Linked DNA regions of Mus musculus: region 1 is linked to region 2. Evidence: chromatin contacts called from public capture Hi-C data. All regions are on one chromosome and are shown on one strand. Each heading gives the region's core, a stretch centred on a gene start, on an enhancer-like site or on the middle of the called end of the contact. The rest is flanking DNA. Distances are from core to core; before and after follow the strand shown.

What was found. Capture Hi-C pulls out chosen DNA fragments and counts their contacts.
Region 1: a capture Hi-C map of embryonic tail shows a contact between it and region 2, with 5 times the contacts expected there. The contact joins two enhancer-like sites. A contact is called at or near these places in 2 of 39 promoter capture datasets (the 3T3-L1 cell line and the C10 cell line), 2 of 15 datasets of contacts at CTCF or cohesin (the NIH/3T3 cell line and pro-B cells), 28 of 484 Hi-C or Micro-C datasets (3T3-L1-derived adipocytes, the C2C12 cell line, DN3 thymocytes and 20 more), 11 of 115 datasets of contacts at active chromatin or transcription factors (the 230-238 cell line, the NIH/3T3 cell line, T-cell acute lymphoblastic leukemia and 7 more) and 2 of 9 other capture datasets (embryonic tail and embryonic trunk).

Annotation. Positions count from the first base shown.
Region 1 is chr4:95,871,713-95,876,847 of GRCm38.p6, forward strand. All of the region lies in intron 14 of Fggy (FGGY carbohydrate kinase domain containing), which reads left to right. Among named protein-coding and RNA genes, the nearest start is that of Hook1, 93 kb to the right of the region's middle. Within about 2 kb of position 3,454, at least 3 of the 459 cell types and tissues checked have an H3K27ac peak or open chromatin away from gene starts, as enhancers often do.
Region 2 is chr4:95,316,120-95,321,728 of GRCm38.p6, forward strand. No RefSeq gene overlaps it. Among named protein-coding and RNA genes, the nearest start is that of Gm32240, 110 kb to the left of the region's middle. RefSeq lists an enhancer at 1,410-2,615. Within about 2 kb of position 1,987, at least 118 of the 459 cell types and tissues checked have an H3K27ac peak or open chromatin away from gene starts, as enhancers often do.

The DNA.
Region 1 (5,135 bases), core at 2,204-4,703, 560 kb after region 2:
AGCAGTGTGTGCACTGTCCCAGCCTTTGCCACAGGCATTCCCTGCAGCCTACAGAGAAATGGCTATTTGCTGGTGTTGCAACTGCTGTGATTTCTTGTTTCTCATATCTCCAGTCCTCTCTTCCTTCCATCTAGTTCTTTTGACTCATATTTACCCCTAAGAAGTTGTGTTTGGGACTTTTAGCCAATCATTCTCCCCATTAGCATATTTTCATCGGTTCCAGATTTTGAGCTCTTAACTTGCGCCTCCCCGCTTACATGTCTTAAAACTTTTAAATCTTTGATTAAAAAGTCGTATATGCCTATTACAAACATATTAAAAGTTTCTGACTACATAAACACTGAAAACAATCCCTATAAAATGTTCAACACTGCCTACTTTGAATTTAAAATAGGGAGCACATGTTTCACATCGTTCATTGTAGAAATTTCAAGCTTTGTTTTAAAAACCAAAAATACGTGCAATACACGCCATATATAATTCACAGAAGCAGAACACACAAACCCACCATATCTGTGCACACAGCGGTGTGGCAGATGCTGCTTCTGATGCTGTTTGCATGCTGGACACTCTTCTAATCGCTTTACATGAAACAACCCATGTAAGTTCCATAGCAAGGGTCAGGAACTACTATTATGGTTGTTCCACACATGTTGATGAAGTGTTTATGCATTGCAAAAGAACAATGTCAACATGCTCGGTCATAGGATTGTAATGAATTATGGGCAGGAAGGGCTATCATCAGGTCTTTAAATGTTTTGAAGTCAGTGTCACTGTCCTTAGTCTCTCTACCCAGCTCTACTCAAAACTCCGGTATCTCCTTTACCTTCTGGCACCAGCTTTCTGTGCTCTGAATGTCATCAGCCACAGAGCTTACATTCCACTGCCCAAGAAGCAGGCAATGAAGTAAGAGAAAATGAAGCAATGAAAAGAGCAAAGACAGGTTAGGGAGAGAGGATATGCAAAGCTGATGATAAGAGCAATGGGAGTCACCATCCTAATGAAGGATGCTTGGCAGGAACCCTCAGTGGCAGAGAAGACAAAGGCTCTGTGGTGACAGTATATTGATGAGTCTATAGAACAAACAAAACCCATGGAGGCTGGGGCATGCTGGTGCGGGGAGAGATGTGTACTCTCTTCCCTTTCAGCCCTTTGACGAAGTCTTATGCCCCAGACATTGACCATGATTTAGAATGGTAGTGTTCTGTGATATAGTCAAGAAAGGGGATGTAGGGGAAAGCATGCAGTTGAGAGAATTGGCCTAAGACATTGCTTCCAATACACATTCGCCCCTACCCTATGAATCGAGAGTAAGATGAACGTGAGGTATAATGAAGTCCTGCAGACTTAGGCACGCTGAGCACCTGAGAGCCCAGGTGGACCCTGGGTCACATTCTTCTCCAGACATGGTTTGTAAGTCTGTGTCTCTGGTCTGAATGCCAACTTCTCCGTCTCCTTTCTTTCTCTCATTCTCTTATTCAGTATACACTTCTTCATGGGCAGCCATCTGTGTTAGGCCTATTCTCTTCACAGAGTCAATCCTGGAGTGGACAGGCTCAGCAATGGTGTTTTGTTTTGTTTCAAGTTTTTGCCAGCATCGTAGAGAAGAAATACCATGAAACAGGCAGTGATAATAGTGTGCTAAACTCCTAGTCTTGAAGTCTGAGAAAATATTTCAAGGGAACTGACAGTTGAACTAGGACTTCAAAAACAGAGGCGAACATATGTATGGCTGTTCGGGGAATGAGGTAGAGGGCCAGGGGCAGACTTTTAAAGCTCAGAAGCAGTGGATGCATGAACTTAGAGACAAGTCCCGTTGTATATCTTATATAAATGTGGATAAATAAATGAATACTTTTCCCCACTAATATGGTGCAGGGGCAGCTGATATAATAAAGATACATATGAATCAAGAGTAGCTTTGTTAGTTGACGGAGAGACCACTTTCTCCAGTCTTGCCCATCATTTCCCCCTGGGTAGACTCCTGAGGAAACCCATATCTTTTTACAACAGCTGCTTACCGAGTAAATGGTACAGTGTGGTGATGGGAGACCATAGCAAATATTGATCATATTCCAGGGATGACTGGGTCACTGGATCTGGACATACCCAAGCCTAAATGTCCATTGGCTCTGTTTGTCCTTCTGTGTGTAAGTAGAAACTACAGATTGAGAAAGCAGAAGCTTGTCACAATGTGAAGGTGGCACATAGATGAGAGAGGATGGCAGTGTGGTCTAGATGCCAGACAGAGAGCAGGGTTAGAAAGAAATGGTCTAGATTCCAGTTTTTGCTCAACTGAAGTGAACCAAACGACAGTACACCTGTCTGATGGAGCTGTGACAGACATTATACAAGATTCCCGCCAGCTCTGGAATTTTTATCCTCCCTGGATGTCAGTCCTGACTTCTGGTCCTCACTTTTTCCAAAGTGTGAATTCCACTGGGCCTAGAACAGCTTAAGAAGCTCTGCTGCCTTACTGTCCTCTTGTGAGTAGTTCTCAGAGGATATCACACTTCTCGTGTCTATTTCCTTTTCCCTCGCGTCTCTCAGAAGAGGCCATGGGATATCCTACTCTGTCAGTTTCTATCCCATTCCACTGACACAGAATATCTCGTTGAATGGATACATGGGCTGGTAGCCATCAAGGCTCAATGTTCCTTCTGTCTCAGCCCTCTATGCCTGCTTTGTAGGTGGGTGTTGTGATCTGAACTCAGCACCTAATTCATATGCAACAAGCTGTCCTCAAGCCCCTGGTCTAGTTTCTTAAGCATTGTGCCTCTGGTGTTTTGTTTTGTTTTGTTTCACCTGGGATACGTGGGTAAACATTGGTTCTGCCACAGACAGTTATATATGAAGATCAATGGTAAAGCAGTTAGAGATATACCTGTTACTCCATAAATGCAAGTTGTGCCATTGTTTGTCAATTTCCTACAACCCTCTTTTCATCTTTCTTCCCTTTCCTCCTACCTGGTTCTTAGGCAGACACTAGGGCACAAGGGACACATCCCTGTCCTGAAGTTCAGCCTAGGTCCGTTTACTAGAAGCTTTCTGAATGGCAGGCCTTAGGCCATTTTCACCGCATGGAATGCCCATGGCAGTCCAAGTCACTATTCTGCCCATTACACAGTGGAAACCAGACTAGAGCAGTTACATGGTCTTCCCGGCATCCCATATCAGTACTTGGCAAGGTAGACAAGGTAGTTTTTCTTTTGAAGGTTCCTCTTCCCTCTGTTTCATCCTTCTCCCTCAGAGCTGCCACTACAGAGCTCTGGAAAAGGGGGGGCATGGTGGAAGCATAATGGTGGGGAAAAATTCTCCCCTCTGTCTACTTCCCGCTCTCAGAGGGCCCACAGTCAACCTAGATCCCAGAAATCATTGCTCAACCATCTGTAAAGTATCTGTCTTTAACAGCAAGGAGGCAGAGAAAAATAATTCATACTAAAAACAAACTCTGTCATGAGTCATTTGACTTTGCTTTCCCCTGAACACATAGTTTATGTCTTAGGGGAGCCAAGGCTAAAGGAACATCTGAAATGGTTTAGGCGAGTAGGAGCCATTCTTTAAGGGGCTCACATCTAGTATGTGCCCATTGGACCCCAAGATTTAAATCAAGTGTATGCTTACAAGGCCTGGCAATTTCTTATTTAGTTGGAGTTGGCTTGAAATGTGGTCACATACATATTTTCCCAAGATGGCAAAAACCGATTTGGTCCTTGGTTCATAAATTCTCAGGCCATGAGCTACCCTGCCCAGTACTTCCTCTGATTGAGATTTTTTTTTCTTCTTCTCTTTAGAGAACTGAAAAATGCCAGGAACGTCAGGTTACAGTATAAACCGGAGCTATACAAATACAGAGGAAAGGGTAGATGGCACTACCCTAACCAACAAGATTCTTACTGTCACACATTTCCTATGTGTTCCCGGCCACTTTAATGTACTCACATGCACACACGCACACAAGATCATGAGGTAGAGGGTGTTCCACTTTTCCTTCATTATTAAGATATATTGAGTGCATCTGCCCTGTGTCCCTTACCTGTGATTAGTTATACTATAATCACCATTTGAAGGTAATGTAGCCAGTACTCCATTGAAAGATACATAGGCATTCCTACTCTATTGCAAATGAAGGTTTCGGGATCTTCAGTGGTATGGTTCTTAACACCCAAGCGTGAAGATTTCTCTGGGATATATACAGTAAAGTAGAATTTACAGTGAAAGAGTTGCATTTTTAAAATTGTGGTCTCTCACTGTGGTCTCAATCCTCCAGAAAGCCTGTCCTCATTTGTATCTCTGCCAACATGGGACATTGTCGGTCACTTTATATTCTTGCCAAAACCGGGAGTAGAAACATCTGCTGTCCTCCTCCTGTCCCTATGTATTTTGCTGGAATGTTCTGAGCAGCAGTGACCATCTGCATACTCTGACACCTATGAATCTAGCCCTTTGTATGATTTCCTAGAGAGTTTTTACTTGAACACCCCCAGTCCATTTGGTGAGAATGTTTCTCTCCTCCATGTGCCACGAGTGAATGCAGGACTTGGACATAAAGTATCCTTCGTGGAGGGACATTCAGAATAGAACACATCAGCTTTCAGACTGGTCTCTATTGATATTCTTTTCAATTTTATTGTGAATTGTAGGGCAATTCTAAAAGGTTCCCAGCACATGTGGAGTAACAGGGTTCAGGTGAGTTCCTGGTCTGTAATCCCAGAGCCACTGGAACCGTCCAGGCTCCTCGAATAACCTCCTTACTTTGTGGCATTACTTTGATGCTCTTAGCCTTATTTATTTCTCTGTAAAATGGGAGTCACCCCAAATTGAAAGAATTGGTGTCAAATTGCCTATCACAGATTTTCAGCTTTGCCCTTATTGACTAAAAGCTTGCCCCACTGGGATTTTGAATAAAGCTGGTCACTGAAAACTTGAAGATTTTGTAGGCAAATTCCAGAGGTACAGCATGCTTAAAGAGTCTGAGGCAATTTCCTAATGATGTTTCTAGGTGGGCTTGGCCTAAGGGAATAAAAACACCTACACAATAGCTTAACACCGGAAAGTTCTCAAGGGTGGCCCACCTCTCTTGGAGAGGAGGAGCCAAGGCCATAAGGAACTGTTCTATCCACCTAGGTGGGCAG
Region 2 (5,609 bases), core at 737-3,236:
AACTTGTCGCACCAGGTGTACATGTGATACACAGATATACATGCAGGCAAAATTCCCATACTCTTGAACTGCAAGACCTCTACATCCAAGGTCAACAACTGACAAAATGAATCCAAAGAATACTCAATATATTGAGAATCCTCAAGAATGGAGGCCATAGCTTGTTGCTCTTTATGGCCATACAGCTGGCTCTCCAGTGTCCTGTCTATCATTGATCAGTATTGTAATAGCCTGGATGGATTAACTACTGTTTCTGAAAACCAGAGATAAGCATTGGGCAATTGCTGAGATGACTTTCTGGCATGAGAAGGGACAGGTCAAATCCATGGGGGAGGTTTGGGGAGGCAGAGTTGGATGGGGAAGGGTGTTCTAAGTGGAGAAAGAACTAAGTTCTCTGTCCAGAGATGTATGGGGTCACCATGAACTAGCACTGAGAGAAGGGATACGCATGAGGACTTATAGTCTAACATGACAGATGAGCATTTTATCTTGTAAGAGAAAGGTTAGTATAGAAAATTCCATGTAAGAGAGCTGAGAAGAAAACCAGACATAGTCATTTATTCATTACATATTATTAAGTCTAATCCATGTACAACACTGTTCCATGTATAAGCTCTTGGCGAATGGGGTGGTGGTGGTGGTGTTTAGTGCTATCAGAGTGTGCTAGTTGGTTTTTACTAACTTGACACAAACCTAGACATATCTTGGAAGAAGGAATCTTAATTGAGAAAATATCTCTGTCAGACTAGCTTGTAGGCAGGTCTGTTGGACATTTTCTTGACTAATGACTGATGTCAGAGGATCTAACCTATTGTGGGTAGTGCCAACCCTGGGCAAGTGGTCCTTAGTTGTATAAGAAAAGGAGCTGAGCAAGCTATAGGGAGCAAGCTGGTAAGCAGTATGCCTTCAGGTTCCTGTCTTGAGTTCCCTCAGTGATGGAGTATGATCTGAAAGTTGCAAGCTGAAACAGTAGAAACCCTAAAACACAGCACTGAATATGAGTTCATGACCTCAAGCACTTTGTTTACTATGCAGTGGTCTAGACTGATAGAGAAGTGGAGTGGTAGCCCAGTCCTTGCTCTGTTCTCAGAGCTGTGCACAGCTGCTCAGTGCTTCCATATAATAGAAAACTTCACTCTTTTTCATGGTATACCCTACGGAAGCAGGGATGGATGGGAGGATGATGAGGTCAGAGAAGTAATAAGGCCCAGACCTAAAGTGCCTTGAATGTCATTGTGAAGGCTGTGGGCTACCTTCTGAGTAGACCATGCTTGCCAGATCAGTGGAGCAAAAGAGACCAGAGAAGTGCCCTGAATTTGATCTTGGTCCTTCTTATTCATTTTTGGCTAACCCTGCTTTGCAATGAATCCTATGTAGACAGGTTAAAAAAAAAAGCAAAACAAAAAACTTTTATTCTTTTTCTGTCTTGAAATGGCATTTATCAAAGTTTTGATTCTCAACTGACCCTTCACAGAAACCACAATTTTTTTAATGCTAGGTGGTCTTGGTGGGAAGGTTTGAGTCCCTGTGTCCTGGGTGAGGCAACTGTCCCTCTCTGTGAGTCAACAAGGGCATTGTTGGGGCTCAGGCACTCTGATGGCATGCTCTCTAACTTTAATTCCTGCTCTTATAGTCCTGAACCCTCCCTCGCCTTTCTCCTCCCAAAGTTCCTCCTCAATGGGCTTGTAAATGTGTAAAGTGTTGAAAACCATGTAGGAGGTTGCAGGGTGGAGGCCCCTGGGGACTGGGTGAGTGATCAACGCCCAGGAGCAGCCTGGGTCCTGGGAGCCTTCGCTGGTCACCACTGAGAGAAGGGCAAGCTCTCCTTGCAAAGGGGCTCTGACAGGCTAATGTAAACCAGATGTGCACCAGAGAGAGCAAGGCCTATTACTAAGTGTTGTGAAATGGCCCAGGGGAGGTAAATAAGCAAAAACAGGCCAGTTGCCTAGCAGCACATACAACAAAACAAGCAGCAGCCCAGTTGGCATTGGACCAGGCAGAGCAGCTTTCTGCAGGGGGCGGGAGAGACAGGGAGGGCTCAGTCTGATGAGACCCAAGGGGCTGGCTCTCCAGCACCTTCCAAACTCCCTGCTAGGTTATTCCTGATCCCCTGGGTACTAGGGTCTGCCATCTGATCTGCTCAGCTTGGCTCCACAGGCACAGTGACTGCTTTCAGTGAACCCCTAAGGGTCCGTGTCAGAATTTCTTAATGGGGGGAAGGAGGAGCTGTACCCACTTCTGAGAACTATAGTCTGACTATATCCATTGAGGGGGTAACAGCAGGGACAGAGCTGCAAAGATCTCCTAAAGGTCCTCAATATTCTTAACATATCCTTCAGCCACCAGTGTTCAATATCCCATGCATCTCTTGAGCTTGTAAACTAATATAAACGGGGCACTGGAATGGCTCCAAGTTAGACAGAATGGATCAAACGAGGCTCACACCTTGTTCTCAAAGGATTGACAGCTTATGGAGATAACCATGATCAAGGAATCACACGCTCAGATGCATGGCTGCAAGTGTTGCTTCATACTTTGAAAGAAAATACAGAGTAGCAAGAAACTGCAAAGCAGTGATTGAGTTTCAATAGTGTGTGAGGCAGTTTGCTTTTCAGAGGAGAAGCTGAGACATGCAAATGATTAGCACTCACCAGGAGAAAGGAGGGGCTGGCAAAGGAGAAAGCTTTGGGACATGAAGGCTCTTTGAGTGGGGGAGGGGTGCTCTGAGACAGTAGGGCTGGAAGAATGTCTGTGAAGTGGGTTGTGAGGTAGAGAAGTAGAGAGGGAACAGGTCACTTGAGACACAGGAGATCACAGAATGATGGAGGATTTAGTCTCAAGTTCAATGAGAAATGAATGGGGTTTATTTACTGAAAACTAATTCAGTAGTGTACGAGTCCTGACTTATTAGTTTCACATTTGTTAAAGATTACTCCTGGGTACAACACGGCCGTCCTGAAAAGGAATGAGAGAGGGGACAGGAAAGTTTGTCAAGGCGGATAGGATTATCAGCAAACTGAAAACAGACAAGTTCATGAACTAGCTCAGGGTCACAGGCAGGGCTGGGATCCAAGCCTAGACTTGCACGGTACCAATCAGGCTAGTGTTTCCAGGTTCCCGATTCTTCTTCAGACCAATTCTACAGAAACTTTCTCACCCTTATCTGACCCTCTGGGGGAGGAGTGCATCCCTTCCCAGCTGGAGGATGAGTAAGCACTGACTGGACTGTAAAGGCCCCGTCAACACTGTAGACAAGGATGCCTTTCTTGCCTGCTACCTAGCTAGCCCTTCCTTGTAGTGGGAGACCACTGTGCCTACTCTCCCAGCACTAGCCATCTTCATCTGTACCTGGCCCTTAGAGAACACCAGCCTGGCAATGTGGTGCTATGAAGAGATTCGGCTTGCAATCAAGCCTGGAGTTTGAGTTCTGGATCTATCTGTCTGTCCTGAGCTTCCCCTTCGAGATGGCTCTGTGTCCTGAACAAGTCACTCAACCCTTGTAATTGGAATAGTAATGCTTGACTTCTGCTATTAGTACCAATAGAAAATATGACTCAAATTCCTTTGCTTCTCCCTTCCCTTCTCCTTTTCCCTCTCCCTACCTCTCATCAAACTTTTTGACAATTTTGCTAGCTTCACTCTGGGCAGTATACCTCCAAGGGAGATCACTGCTGTGCAATATCTCAGGTGGACAAGAACAGGCCAAACTGAAGACTGTCCATGAGATTTGATAGATGACCTCTCTATCCACTGAAGGGCAGAGAGGCCTGAGTCCTGGGAGAGGAGGGGAGTCTACTTTGCAGGGCATCTCTGCTGTCTTAGTTAGGGTTTCTATTGATGTAATAAAATGTCGTAACTGAAAGTAACTTGGGCAGGAAATAATTTATTTCAAGGTTACAGTTCCATGTCACAGCCCATTGTCAAAGGGAGTTGAATAGAAAAATAAAAAATAAAAAAATAAAAAAGGGAAAGGACATGACTACACCTAGGTATGGCAGAGGAGAAAGTTTATTATAGATAAAAGGGAGACATAGCCAGGAACAGGGACATCTGGGAGATTCCAGAGTAGTTATGACCTGGGCCAGGCCACATGGAGAGAAGGTGTGGGGAGGGGAGATCAAGACCAAGAGGCCAAGAAGGTAAAGGGTAAATGAAAAGTCGAGGTAACTAAAAGATTGAATTATATAGGAAAGAGCAGCTGGGGGGAAGGGCTAGGGCTTAGGTTAGATGGAAGGATATGGCAGCCATAACTTGTACCAGGTACTGGATGAGGGATATAGGGAGAGCCTGGTGGCCAGGTTTGCTTTGATATATTGGGTAGGCACTTTAGCCTTTTGTTCTGGGCTTGAGATGTAACAAAAGTCAGGACTGGAACACAAGGCAAGAGCCTGGAAGTAAGAACTGAAGCCGAAAGCATGGAGGAGGGCTTCTTAGTGGCTTGCTCAGCATGCTTTATTTAATCCTGGGACCACCAGCCCAGGGACTGCACTGGCTCCACTGAGCAGAGCCCTCCCTCATTAATCATCAATAAAGACAAGGCTCCATACTGTTATTTGTAAGACAATCTGATGGGGATATTTTCTCAGCTGAGGTTCCCTCTTCCCGAATGAGTCTAGCTTATGTCGAACAGACATAAAACTAGCAGTACAGAGGCATTGATGAGAAGCAAGCAGTTACTTGATTCTAGCATTTAACACCTTTGGAGGCTGGAGAAGGCAGGTGGTGGAGCCTTGAACACCTATAGGTGGTAGAGCTTTAGGGGGGGGGGTCAACTTGAAAAGCCATGACACACATTTAGGAGACAGTCAAGGGCCACTCTTCCTGGTAGAGGGGAAGTCCACTTTGTAGGGCATCTCTGCTGTAATGCAAGCAATATGTATAAACATAACTGTTAATCTCCTGTTGTAATTGTTGTCTATGAGGCTTACTGCATCATCTGATAACCTAGTCCTAGTCCTGGATGCTTCTAGCCTCCATACAATCTAATCTAGGCCTGGGCTGTTTTTAAGCCTCTGAGACTTACTTCAGAATAAACTCACCTCTTCATATTCTTCCTGATCTCTGCCAGGCTGATCCAACTCAGCTGTTCTGACTCAAACTCCTCTCCAAGCTGACAGATTCAAATTGTGCTCTCTCTCTCTCTCTCTCTCTCTCTCTCTCTCTCTCTCTCTCTCTCTCTCTCTCTCTCTCTTTCTCTCTCTGCTTCTCCTGAATGGATTTGTCTACTTAACCTCACACTAACTTTGGCAATATATTCTACTCTATTGGCTTCTTCTCATTCTCTGGTTCATTCTCTGGCTCATTCTGTCTTCACCTGTGTTTAGCTTTTTCACTCTTTAATCTGTCTCTGTAAAGCTCTCTTGGTAAAACTGACTGCCCACTCTTGTTTTTATTTTTTTATTTTTTCTGCGCTGTTCTTTCTTAAGTAGTCTCCCTTTCCTCTCTCTTCTCCTGAGAGTTGGGTGTATCCTATTCTGTCAAATTTTACTCTGATTCATCACTTTGTCTGCCACTCTATTAGACATTACTTTCAAACATGGGTGCTTCCTTCTATAAACTAACTTTACTTTCATTGTTTGGAGTTAAAGGTGTGTAATAAGGGCACGTCT